Regions from separate parts of the Mus musculus genome. Here region 2 is linked to region 1. Evidence: chromatin contacts called from public Hi-C data. All regions are on one chromosome and are shown on one strand. Each heading gives the region's core, a stretch centred on a gene start, on an enhancer-like site or on the middle of the called end of the contact. The rest is flanking DNA. Distances are from core to core; before and after follow the strand shown.

The links. A called contact is a pair of places that touch in the nucleus more often than the background predicts.
Region 2: a Hi-C map of CD8 T cells shows a contact between it and region 1, with 2.5 times the contacts expected there. The contact joins two enhancer-like sites. A contact is called at or near these places in 1 of 39 promoter capture datasets (neural stem cells), 5 of 15 datasets of contacts at CTCF or cohesin (the G1E-ER4 cell line, embryonic stem cells, large pre-B cells and 2 more), 160 of 484 Hi-C or Micro-C datasets (the 63-12 cell line, 8-cell embryo, the AML12 cell line and 83 more), 21 of 115 datasets of contacts at active chromatin or transcription factors (SST interneurons, astrocytes, a beta-TC-6 cell line and 9 more) and 1 of 9 other capture datasets (embryonic stem cells).

Annotation. Positions count from the first base shown.
Region 1 is chr19:57,476,195-57,478,951 of GRCm38.p6, forward strand. All of the region lies in intron 4 of Trub1 (TruB pseudouridine (psi) synthase family member 1), which reads left to right. Among named protein-coding and RNA genes, the nearest start is that of Trub1, 25 kb to the left of the region's middle. Within about 2 kb of position 1,262, at least 13 of the 459 cell types and tissues checked have an H3K27ac peak or open chromatin away from gene starts, as enhancers often do. A contact at or near this core is called in CD4 single positive thymocytes, CD8 T cells and regulatory T cells, where this site is marked.
Region 2 is chr19:57,646,944-57,650,145 of GRCm38.p6, forward strand. All of the region lies in intron 5 of Atrnl1 (attractin like 1), which reads left to right. Among named protein-coding and RNA genes, the nearest start is that of Atrnl1, 38 kb to the left of the region's middle. Within about 2 kb of position 1,843, at least 30 of the 459 cell types and tissues checked have an H3K27ac peak or open chromatin away from gene starts, as enhancers often do. A contact at or near this core is called in CD4 single positive thymocytes, CD8 T cells and regulatory T cells, where this site is marked.

The sequences.
Region 1 (2,757 bases), core at 12-2,511:
GATCCAGGGCCTCATACATGGTGGCAGGGGCTGTATATCACTGAACACCGGAACTAGGCCTCTTCTGTTAATAGGCATGTGGGCTGTTCTCGGTTTGGAATTTCACAAAACAAAACTGCACTTTGAGGTGTTCATTCCTCTTGTGTTCAGACTCTTGGAGCTGCCAGGTCCCAGGGTGCACGGGTGCTTAACTGAACTGGAAATGGTAAAATGGTTTTCCAAAGTTGTGTTTCCGCCACACTGTGCAAGTTCCACTTGGACGGTGCCCTGCCATGTCCACAGTGTTATCAGCGTCATGCATTCCATCGAGGGGGCAGCAATCCACTGACCCCATGGTGGTTTTGGCAGGGATGGGCAGGACAGTGCCCTAGCAATCTGTACCTACAGCGTGGGTGTGCCACCCGCTACCTTCTCTGGGGAGTTGTCTCACTGATGTGTTTGAGTAAAGAGCTCACACCCACCTGCATTTACACATGCACCCACACTCGAGAGCACACACTACACCTGCACACATACATACACACACGCACATATATAGTACACACACACACAGCATACACACACACATGCATGCACACACATGCATACACACACGCACATACACAGGCGCACACACACACAGTACACACAACACACATACACAAGAATGCAGTTTTTTTAAGCAAGCAAATGTTTTTCTGTGTTGTAGGATTTTTCCTGCTTTGCTCTCACACACACACGTCCGGCCCGTCATTCTCCTTAGGGGATATGCTGTGCTCTTCCTCCATGGTTCTGCGTGTCACAGATCAAGCTCTTCAGTGGGTGTGGGCTTGTCTGTAATCTGCTTTGTCAGCTCAGCAAGCTGGTCCCTCCTTGTCTCAGCACCAAAGGATCCGCTATCTTAGAGGAAAAATAGATCTGCCCACCTTGCTTATTGCAGGCCCCCCTTTAAAAATGGCTATTTTATTGAAAGAAGTCACCTTTTTTCTTTTGCCGAAATTTGATGTGCTTTTAAATCATGAACAGAAAGTGAATTTGCTGTCATCCTTTTATCTGTTTCCTGCTTTTATACCCCATGCTCTGTCTGATGACTGGAACATTGAGCCATAGGTTGTTAGTTCTCTGACTTACTGCTCTTTTTTTTCTTTGCATTTCTTTACGAATTTTGAGTAGGCCCTCCCCCCTCTCTCTCCTCCTCTCTCTCTCTCCCTCTCTGCCTCTGTGTTTCACGCTCCCACTCCTGTCTCTGTCTCTCCCTTCCTCTCTATCCTCCCCCACCCCCCACCCTGCACCTCATTCTTCACCTCACACACGCAGACCGGATGTGCGTGTCTGTGCTTGCTGAGATTTCTACATTTAGTTGATCCTGTTTATCAGTTTGTAGAGTCTCCCAACCCACGAAACAAGATTAGCGCTCTCTTCCTCAGTGTAGGTCGTCAGTTTGGGCAGCTGTACTTCCTAGATTTCAGTGTGTTCCTTCATGTCTTAGGTATATGAAATTGTTGTGTGTTTCAGATTTTGTTGTTCTTGGGAACAGGGTCAGATTCTAACTTCTGATTATTCATTGCTGCTATATCGAAATGGAGTTGACTATATATTAGTCTTTTCATCGTTCAACCTTGTTTAACTCATCTGTACAAATCGCTTTTGACTTAGATTCTTAGGATGAGTCTAGACAGTTTGTCAGACCTATGCTAGTGGCTACCAGCTTTTTTAGAGTCTATGCTGAGTGTCTAAGGTGTTCAGCAGTTCCTTCTGTGTGCTTGAAATTCAGTCCTTTGGAAAACTTTCAACAGTGGTCGGGTTTTTGATGTTATAAATATTCACTATATGTATGTATAGCTTAGAACTCGGCCAGGTCTCAGAAATCCTACCACGTCTCTCTCTGTGTACTTGCCTCAAATCCTGGCTCTCCCTGACTCCCCACCCACTGACCTGGCCAGGGAAATCCCGATCCTTACCTGGCAGAAGCACATTTTAAGGTTCTGGCCCCTTTCTTCTCTCAGAGACCACACTCCTGCCAGACTGAATGGCCGGAAACGGTGGTTGACGGATGCTTTGCCGGCTTAGCGGCTGCTCTGTCGCAGGATGGCTTAGTGTGGTACAAAGTTGTACTCAGCCCGGTCGTTCTGCTTTTAGCTCTGTTGTTCAGGTATCAACCACTGTGCTGCGTGCACAGAAGGATGGATGCGTGGTAAGCAGAGATTGTATAGCTTGTTCATGTATATGTTAGTTTCATGGGGATAAAGAGTGTGTATGTGTGTGGTGTCTGGTGTGTGTGTGTGTGTGTGTGTGTGTGTGATGTGTGTGGTTCGTGTGCGTGTGTGTGTGTGTGTGTGTGTGTGTGTGTGTGTGTGATGTGTGTGGTGTGTGCATCTGTGTGTGTGTGGAATGTGCATATGTGTGTGTGTGTGTGTGTGTGATGTGTGTGGTGTGTGCATCTGTGTGTGTGTGGAATGTGCATGTATGTATGTCTGTGTGTGTTTGTGTAGGTGCAGATATCAGTGCTGGGGATTGAACTCAGGACTTTTTTTTTTTTTTTTTTTTTGTTAGGCAATTGCTTTACCACGGGGCTACAACCTAAGCCTAGAGAATTACTTTTTAAAATGCAGCTCAAATGAATGCTTTCACACCGATGGCTCTTTATTTATTGAGCAAAGTGTGAGACCCCCAGAGCCCCCTGCACTTGAGCTACGCCTCTCTTCTCTGAGTTCCTCACTGGGTATCTTTGATGTGGAGAATTTTCTTGTGCATTTTTAAGATCCTATGGTAGAGGCA
Region 2 (3,202 bases), core at 593-3,092, 170 kb after region 1:
AATGATAAGTGGAAGAAAGAAAAATGGTGGATATAGCAAATTAATATAGGAATGTTAAATGATATAAGAAAGGCACTGTAGGAATTAGTTTCACTTTAAACATTGTGACCAATTATTTAGTTTGAGCAAAACAATATATCTAACATATTAAATGAAGGCACATAATCTTTGAGTTATTATAAGTTTAATTCTGGATGGTTATAATGAAATAAATGTTGCAATATAGTGAATCATGTGTATTTTTCCTAGGTTCCCAGAGCACAGTGTGATTATATGTTTATACAATACTGTATACGTGTACAATTATAATTTTAAATGTACAATGAAACTATTATAAAAATGTACAATCATAATTAAAAACATTTTACTGCTCCAAAGTGGTAACAGTCACTTGTGATGTTACTGAGCCTCCTTTGCTGGGGGAGGGTCTTGCCTCAGTTTTATGGCTACCAGTGGTTACTGGTAATGGCTGCAATTGCCGTGGGAGGTCAGATTGCAGATCAATAGGGTTGGTGTGATCCACTGCATCTTACCCGAGAAGAACTTTTCAACACCGGTGTCTACCCTCTCAAGCCTCTTCCCTAACCAAGCAATATTCTAAGTCTTATCCTCAAGTGTCCACATCGTCGTCAGCAGCAGACTCTGTACTCGCAACCCAGTTTTTGTCATCACAAGGAGTAGCTCTTGTTTCAGTTCTCTCTCCGTGCTTTGCTTCTGGTCCCTTTGCTGTGCCCACCCGATCAACAGTCACTTTTACTGTGGCAGAGTCACTTAAAAGCACTCACGGGATTGATACCTCCCTTAGATTCCTTTGAATGCTGGTATTTTGACCTTCCATAATCTCTGATTCTCTTACTGCATCAGAGTGGCGACGTTTCCAGCTCGGCCAGTGCCATCATCAGCGCTGGACTGCTTGTTGCCATCCAAATGAGCCCTGGCGGGTCACTCTGTGGAGCTATCTCTGCTCCGGCCCCCACACGCCCCCTCCCACACACTCTTTGTAAACCAGCCTCTGCCAGCCCCACAGTCGTCTCCTCTCCTTACCTTTCTCAGCTTTCAGAGAATTGAACAGAGTGAAGGTTTACTGAGGTCCGCACTCAGCCGCTGGGTTGGGTTTTGTTTAAAGTGATGTTTGAGTGGTTTGCTCTCCCACTGAAAGCCCCAAACCTGGCTGTTAGCAGTAAGGGCAGTCACCTCACCATTTGTTCTCTGGGGGGAGCACTTCCATCTCCTGTAAATGGCGGTTGACAGAAGAGGGCAGCCAGCGTGCACTTTTGATTTAACTGAAAGGAGCGGCACCTCCCCATTCATCTTGACATTTAGAAACCAGTGTAGTCACCAGCGGCTTAATTCCAATTCTGCTTTGTCTTCGGTAATAAGGAGAGGGAGAGAATAGGGGATGGCCAGGCCAGTTCCTGAAGCAGTCAGAACACACACACTTATCTTGGGTTTATTGCTTTATGTAGCTGTGGTTGGTGGTGACCTCAAGTGACTTAAATAGTAACGTGATTATAGGTTGTCACGACATGTGATTCTAATGGCAGATCTTGGATAGCGAGAAACACACAGGATACACACAGTTCTCTAAAGAAGCAGATGCTGGCCTGGTTCAGCCAGTGTTGATGTAGGACTCAGCCTGTACACATGTATCTGTAAGTGCAGCATCAGGCAGTACAGCGACAGGAAGTGTAGTGCAGCGACAGGAAGTGCAGTACAGTGACAGGAAGTGCAGCGCAGCAACAAGTGCATGACAGGAAGTGCAGCGACAGGAAGTGCAGCACAGTGACAGGAAGTACAGCAACAGGAAGTGCAGTGACAAGTGCATGACAGAGTGAAGTGACAGGAAGTGCAGTGACAGGAAGTGCAGCACAGTGACAGGAAGTACAGTAACAGGAAGTGCAGTGTAGTGACAAGTACGTGACAGGAAGTACAGCGACAGGAAGTGCAGTGCAGTGACAAGTGCGTGACAGGAAGTGCAGCACAGTGACAGGAAGTGCAGCAACAGAAAGTGCAGTGCAGTGACAAAGTGCAGTGCTGCAAAAAGTTCATGGCAGGAAGTGCAGTGGCAGAAAGCATAGCACAGCACAAGGAAGTGCAGTACAGGGCCAGGAAGTGCAGGACAGTGACAGGAAGTACAACAGGAAGCATCAGTACAGTGACAGGAAATATAGTATAGCAACAGGAAGTGCAGTGCAGTGTGACACTGGGTGTTGTGACAGTGCGTTCCTCTGTTACCGGGTTTTCTGTTACCGGGTTTCAGAGACACTGATCACCCCGTCTATATCTTATGGATGAGGACACCTAATCAGTCACATGAGTCTGGATAAGAGACAGTTGTTGCTCCAGTTTTATGCTATTGGACGTCATTCTAAACTAATAATTGTTATTACTTTATGAAATTTTTATACGTTTTTTTTTTTTTTTTTTTTTTGGTTTTTGGTTTTTCAAGACAGGGTTTCTCTGTATAGCCCTGGCTGTCCTGGAACTCACTCTGTAGACCAGGCTGGCCTTGAACTCAGAAATCCACCTGCCTCTGCCTCCCGAGTGCTGGGATTAAAGGTGTGAGCCACCATGCCCATCTCGAAATTTTTAGTTTCTAAACATTATTATTATTATTATTATTATTATTATTATTAATTTTCTGATATGCGAGGCTACCTACTGAAGCCAGTTTGGTCCTTAATAATGTGATCCTTATTATCACATTTGTTTAATAGCGTGTAATTTATAAATGTCTTTTATATACTTTTTGCGAAATACTAAAAACTTTTAATAGCATTTGTGAATACTTTTATTTCCTCTTTATGTATGAAAGCTTGATGCTGGGCAAGGTAAACAGATTTGTCTAAGGTCACATCGTAATAGACCGAACTCGGATTTGAGGATGTTGTTTTCCACTTTAATATTATAGAAGCACACTAAAGTGTAAATAGGACATTTCGTGGTATTTAACAAGTTATGAATATATTATGATATTCATTAGAACATGCTAAAATCTGATTATATTTTCCTTGTTAAGGATTAATTTGCAAGTTATATGTCAGTCTTTTTTTCATGAGGGAAGGTTTTGGGCTGGGGTCTCACTATGTACCTGAGTTGTTAATTTGCCCATGACCTTTTGGTCTTCTTCCCTCAGCCTTTTGCCTGATGGTTTTAGAGGTGTGCTCTACGTTGTACGGTCAGACTATTGCTTGTATTGCAT